2 separate regions of the Sus scrofa genome follow, and region 1 is linked to region 2. The links are chromatin contacts, called in public Hi-C maps. All regions are on one chromosome and are shown on one strand. The core of a region is the stretch at or near the end of the contact, and the rest is flanking DNA. Distances in the headings are between cores, read along the strand shown.

What was found. A called contact is a pair of places that touch in the nucleus more often than the background predicts.
Region 1: a Hi-C map of fetal skeletal muscle shows a contact between it and region 2, with 2.1 times the contacts expected there. The contact joins two enhancer-like sites. A contact is called at or near these places in 2 of 5 promoter capture datasets (fetal liver and liver), 23 of 47 Hi-C or Micro-C datasets (adipocytes, blood, brain and 13 more) and 1 of 2 datasets of contacts at active chromatin or transcription factors (skeletal muscle).

Annotation. Positions count from the first base shown.
Region 1 is chr6:18,183,169-18,186,257 of Sscrofa11.1, reverse strand. No RefSeq gene overlaps it. Among named protein-coding and RNA genes, the nearest start is that of CDH1, 29 kb to the right of the region's middle. Within about 2 kb of position 1,422, at least 16 of the 83 cell types and tissues checked have an H3K27ac peak or open chromatin away from gene starts, as enhancers often do. A contact at or near this core is called in fetal skeletal muscle and omental adipose tissue, where this site is marked.
Region 2 is chr6:18,105,636-18,108,586 of Sscrofa11.1, reverse strand. All of the region lies in intron 2 of CDH1 (cadherin 1), which reads left to right. Among named protein-coding and RNA genes, the nearest start is that of TANGO6, 36 kb to the right of the region's middle. Within about 2 kb of position 1,401, at least 9 of the 83 cell types and tissues checked have an H3K27ac peak or open chromatin away from gene starts, as enhancers often do. A contact at or near this core is called in fetal skeletal muscle and omental adipose tissue, where this site is marked.

The DNA.
Region 1 (3,089 bases), core at 173-2,672, 78 kb before region 2:
GCATATGTTCTGTGCCAGGCACCCCTGTAGGGGCTGAGGATACAAAAATGCAGACAACATCAAAATCCCAGCTCTAATGTCTGGGTGGCTCCAGGAAAAAATATTTGTAGGGACCACATACCATATGAGTCAAGGTCGTAAACTTTTTCTTTTTTTTTTTTTTTTTTTTTTTTGTCTTTTTGCCATTTTTGGGCCACTCCCGCGGCATATGGAGGTTCCCAGGCTAGGGGGCTAATTGCAGCTGTAGCCGCCGGCCTATGCCAGAGCCACAGCAACGCAGGATCTGAACCGCGTCTGCAACCTACACCACAGCTCACGGCAATGCCGGATCCTTAACCCACTGAGCAAGGCCAGGGATCGAACCCACAACCTCATGGTTCCTAGTTGGATTCGTTAACCACTGAGCCACGACGGGAACTCCTAAGGTCATAAACTTAAATAAAAGCTATGCCACCTTCGTGCAATAGAAGAGCATGTCTTCACAGCCATCAGGAAGGCCAGTTTTAATCTGGATTCCCAGACACCCAGAATACTGGGCAGAGTGTGGCTGCACTGGCAGAGTTAGCCCCCAACCAGGAGTGGTGGTCAGTCTGCTACTCTACCCACCCCAGGCTTCATCCTACACCATGAGAGTCCTTGTGCCTGCATGTGTGTGTGTGTTTGTGTGTGTGTGGGTAACTCCCCAGCCCATCCATCCAAACTGGAGCTCCACACACAGCCATCCACTGACCACTCCTTGCGCCTAGGAGTGCACGCCTGGCTGTGCTGGCTGCCCGGGACAGACCTGGGAGAGTTGGGACCATTCATGCAGGGAATGGTCTAGAGGGCAGGGCCGGGGCACAGGTTCTACGGTCACAACTCCTTAGCTCAGTGGAGGGGCAGGACGGCCAGAGCAGGGCCTTTGTAGCACAAGGCAGAGCCCTTCCTGCCCAGTATAAGGGCGATCCTGCTGACGGTCAGTGGGAGACAGGATGCCATAAACAAGACAAACCAGCGAAACAGACGGTGCAGTGAAAGGGGACGGCGTGTAGGAAGGAAGGGGCTGGGGGGGGTTCGGTTCAGTTCTAGTGGTCAGGAAAGTCCTCACTGAGAAGGGGGCATTTGAGCAGACTGGAGGATACTGGGGAGCAAGTATGCAGAAATGTCTAGTAAAAGTTATAAGAGCAAAGGCCCTGAGCCAGGAGTGTGCTGGGTGGACTTGAGCAGAGTTCAGCAGGGAGGCCAGAGCAGCTGAAGCAGAGGGACGGAGCGAGGGTGCCATGGGAGGTGAGGTCAGACAGGTATGGCCCAGGTACCAGGTGCCCTGGCCTGGGCTGCCACCTCCTCACCCAGTCTGGAGGCTGAGCTCAGGGCAAGGCCTGGTCCCAGAAGCCCTGGGAAAAGACCTGACTCAGCAACCTTGCCTCATCCTGGAGCTGGCGAAACCCGATCCCTCTCCTGCTCCATCCTCAGCCGCCCAGGACCTGTCCAGGCCTGCGGGCCGCTGCAGAGCTGGCAGGCAGGAGCCGCAAGATTCTTCTTTCTCAGGGCCTCTGGACTGAGTCGGGGAGCCTGTCAGGAGCCCCAAGTCCAGGGGAGAAGAGCCCTGGTGAAGAGTGCAGCCCCCAGAGGTGACAGAGGTGGGCGTGACTCACCAGCCTCACCTCTCAAAGGAGAGGTGGCAAGGAGGCCGCCGTGATGAATAGCACTCAGCGCTCTGCCCAGTGGGCCATTAGGATGCTAGAAGTGGTCACTGCTGTTATTTCTGTTACTGCTTCTTGTTATTTGACCTTCTCCTCGCTAGGGGTGGGCCCAGCCCTCAGCTGCCTCAGCATTCCTGTGCCCACTGCCCAGCAAGTGGCAGGGGTGCGACGGGCAGGGAGGAATCTGAGCAGGGCTGGGTGGGTCAGGAATGCTTAGGCAGTGCCGTGTCCGCACTGGCTTCCAGTAAACCAAGGCTGGCCGCTGAGGCAGGGGAGGGCAGGCCTCTTGCCCCCCTGGAACCTGACAACCAAGGGCTTCTGGGGAGACCTCAGAAGTAATGCTAAGTAATTACAGGAATGACTGCCTTTAGAGCGTCTGTGAATTATGCACTTGCTGTGTGCAGGCAGTAGGCTCAAGTTTCCCTCCAAATCAAAACGGAAGTTTTAACACGTCCCACAAGGCTCTGATCCGGTTGCCCCTGGGACTTCACCACCTGCTGCTCTTCCCTCAGTCCCGCCTTTATTTTGGCTGCATCAGCCTCCTGCTTCTGTCAGCGTAGTCCAGGCTGGCTCCCATCTCGGCGGGGCCTTTGCACTGGCCATGCCCTCCGCCTGGCCTGCAGTTGCCCCAGATACCTTATGGCTCCTCACCTCCTTCAGACATCACCCAGGTGTCCACTTGTCAGAGATTCTGTCCCTGGATTAGCCCACCTTTAAAATAGCAACCCCGCCTCCACCCCTCATTTTTCCATAAGCATTCTCTAGCATTTATTGTTTCTCACCATACTACACTACATATTTTGTGTTTGTCCGGTTTAGTCATTATCTTCCCTGCCCCCTTGTTTAAATATAAGCTCCATGTGGGCAGAGATTTTTGTTGCTTCTCCACTGTTTCATCCCCAAGCCATGGTTTAGTACCTGGAACATGGTAGGTACTATTGTTGAATAAAGGTGCTTTACAGCCCCCAAGGCAGGTTTTATCAATTCCTTTTTGGAGGTGAGGAAACTGAGGCCAGGGAGGCGGGTGAGTCACCCGTGGTCATGCCCAGGTGGTAAGCAGCAGAGCCTAGAGAACCCAGGGCCATCGCGTGTGCTGTCTCATTGAACCCTGCCGCTGTCCTGGAGTGGTTATACTTGTGCCTCTTGCAGGGGAGCAAGCTGAGCTAGAGCGTGGCAGAGATGGGAGATGAAGCTGGTCCTGTCTGTTCTGACCAAGTCGTTGCTTCCTAGCGTATGGGCTTCAGGCCTGTGGTGGGATGTGAGATGATATCAGGTGATACATGAGCAAGGTATTAAAGTCTCAAGTGATCCTGAGTCACACAGAGAGAAAGTTATTCCATTTGCAATTTTCTTTCTCTCCTTTTCTGTGCTTAGCAAGCCTTTAATGGCTTTAACACATGGTTCTCT
Region 2 (2,951 bases), core at 152-2,651:
GCTTTTCGTGAACTTGCGTTTACTTTTTATTTGAACTTCAGTCACCTCTTCCAGGGTGATTAAAGCTACCATTTCTGCTGAATACCCAAGAAAAGGGGGCAGTTGTAGGATGAATAACAACACACAAGAGTCACAATATGTTGGAGTTCCCTTCGTGGCTCAGTGGTTAACGAACCCAACTAGCATCCACAAGGACTCAGGTTCAATCTCTGGCCTCGCTCAGTTGGTTAAAGAATCTGGTGTTGCTGTGAGCTATGGTTTCAGTCGCAGATGTGGCTTGGATCCGCGTGGCTGTGCTGTGGTGTAGGCTGGTAGCTACAGCTCTGATTGGACCCCTATCGTGGGAACCTCCATATGCTGCAGGTGTGGCCCTAAGAAGACAAAAGACCAAAAAAAGGAAAAAAAAAAGTCACAAAATGTTAAAGATATTTTTTAAGTCATTCTTATTTTTGTCATTTTAAAAAGTCATTCGGAAGTGCCCGTCATGGTGCAGCAGAAATGAATCTGACTAGGATCCGTGAGGTTATGTGTTCGATCCCTGGCCTCGCTCAGTGGGTTAAGGGTCCAGGGTTGCCGTGAGCTGTGGTGTAGGTCGTAGGCGTGGCTCAGATCTGGTGTTGCTGTGGCTGTGGTATATGTCGACAGCTACAGCTCCCGATTAGACCCCTAGCCTGGGAACCTCCATGTGCCTTGGGTGCGGCCCTAAAAAAGGTAAAACAAGACCAAAAGAAATGAAGGAAGGAAGGAAGAAAGAAAGAAAAAAAGAAAGAACATAGTGAATAAAGAGTAGTTCAAGCTATTAGTTGAATCTGTATTTTTTTTTTTTTTTGTATTTTTGCCATTTCTTGGGCTGCTCCATATGTGGGTTCCCAGGCTAGGGGTCTAATCGGAGCTGTAGCTGCCAGCCTACACCAGAGCCACAGCAACGCAGGATCCGAGCTGCGTCTGCAACCTACACCACAGCTCACAGCAATGCCGGATCCTTAACCCACTGAGCAAGGCCAGGGATCGAACCCGCAACCCCATGGTTCCTAGTCGGATTCGTTAACTACGGTGCCATGACAGGAACTCCCATATTCATATTTTTTTGATGGTGGTGACGATCATGTTGTTGTGGTGAAAAGATATTCCTGTTTAGAGGTGGCCATTGGGTTCTTAGCTCTTGTCACTGGGATTAGGTTTCTAAACCAAGTGACCAAATAACCGGCTCAGGAAAGGAGGACGTGCTGACTTAAAGAATACTTCGTCCCTTGCTGGTATAACTTTCTGTTGTAGAAATGTACAAATATACCCAGTCCCCCTGCACCGATCCTCCACTTTCTACAGGCTGCCCTCCTTGCTTCCTCCCACAGGCTGGCACAGTGTTCCCTTTGGCTCTGAGATGCCACCCAGCTCTGGCCAGGGTGGAGGCAGGCTTCTCAGAGCCTTCTTTCCTATAATTTCTGGTTTATCAGCCCAGAGGATCAGGTGGCACAGAAGGGCTAATGGGTCTTAACGAGCAGCTGGAAATTCGGGTTAGGGCTGCCTGTCTCGCACCCTTCTGTCACTTCTCAGAGGGTGGGGCTTAGTCACCACTAAGAACTAAGAGATGCTCCAAAGCAGGTTAAGAGCCTTGCATTAAGTTATTTGCAAAACCATTTTCATGTTTTCAGGCCGCCACCCTTGGCAAGTCCAATCATGCTTGTCCCAACTTTCACTGCCCAGATTTGGGCCGGCTGGGGAAAGGAATTCAGCGTGAAAAATGAGGGCAGCTCTTGTTCCCTGCTTATACGTCAAGCCTCCAGACACAGTCTGGTGGCCCCATTCCTTCTGCTGGGGTGGGCTTGGGGGGAGGTTATTGAAAAACCATTTTGTTTTGCTAGTCTGAAAAAAAGATTCATAAAGGATGGTATTTTGTGTTTCTTCTTGCTTCTGTTGTCATTTTTTGGTGCTTCTGTTCCTTTAGCAATTACTTATTCTCTAGCTTGTCTACCCAAAGGCGTAGAAATAACCATTACCTGCTCTACTTGATTGCTCTTTCGCTTTCAAAATGTGGTTGTATTCACTGTCTTGGTCCCTCCTCACACAACCCTGAAGAGGGAGGCTCCGTCATTGACGGTGTCCCTCAGGTTCCAGTAGAGAAAAATGAGCCCCAGAGAGGTGAACCATTTTGCCAAAGGCCACTCAGCTAGAACATGGCAGAATCTGGGTTTATGCGTTTATAATCCAGTCAGAAAACAAAGTCATTGTTAAAGCAAGCCTTCCTCTGTCACCCAATCCCACCCCTTCAAGTTGTAGAAGTGGATTGTAGAACTGGCTAAATGGTGAGGGTAGAGGTGGGGGCATTATTTTCAATGTTGTGTTGTTTGTTTGTATTTTACAGACAGGCAAGGGTTGAGGCAGCGACCGATTAGTCAAAGGACTCAGCTCTTTCCCAGTGAACTAACTCTTACTGCTTTGGCTGCTCAGTTTATTTGCCGGGTAGCAGGGTCCTAGCTGCTTCATGAGGTGGCCTCAGATTTCTACCATCCTTGGATACCACCTAGGAGGCAAAATCATCCTTTAAAAATATCCAGGGCCCTGGATTTTCCTTGTGGCTCATCGGATTAAGAACCTGACTAGTATCCATGAAGATGTGGGTTTGATCCCTGGCCTTGCTCAGTGGGTTAAAGTCCAGTGTTGTTGTGTAGGTCGCAGACGCTGCTTGGATCCTGCATTGCTGTGGCTGTGGCGTAGGCCAGCAGCTACAGCTCCAATTCAACCCCCAGCCTGGGAACTTCGAACATACGCCGCAAGTGCAGCACTAAAAAGAAAAAAAAAAAAGAAAAACAAAAAGTAAAAAGATCCAGGGCCGTAATAGACTTTCTCAGGGTTGGGGAGTCAACCATGAGACTAAGTTACTCATGTTAAGGGCCATTCCCAGCTCTACTGTTCACTGGGGCAAATTTCTTAACCTCTCTGAATCTCAGTTT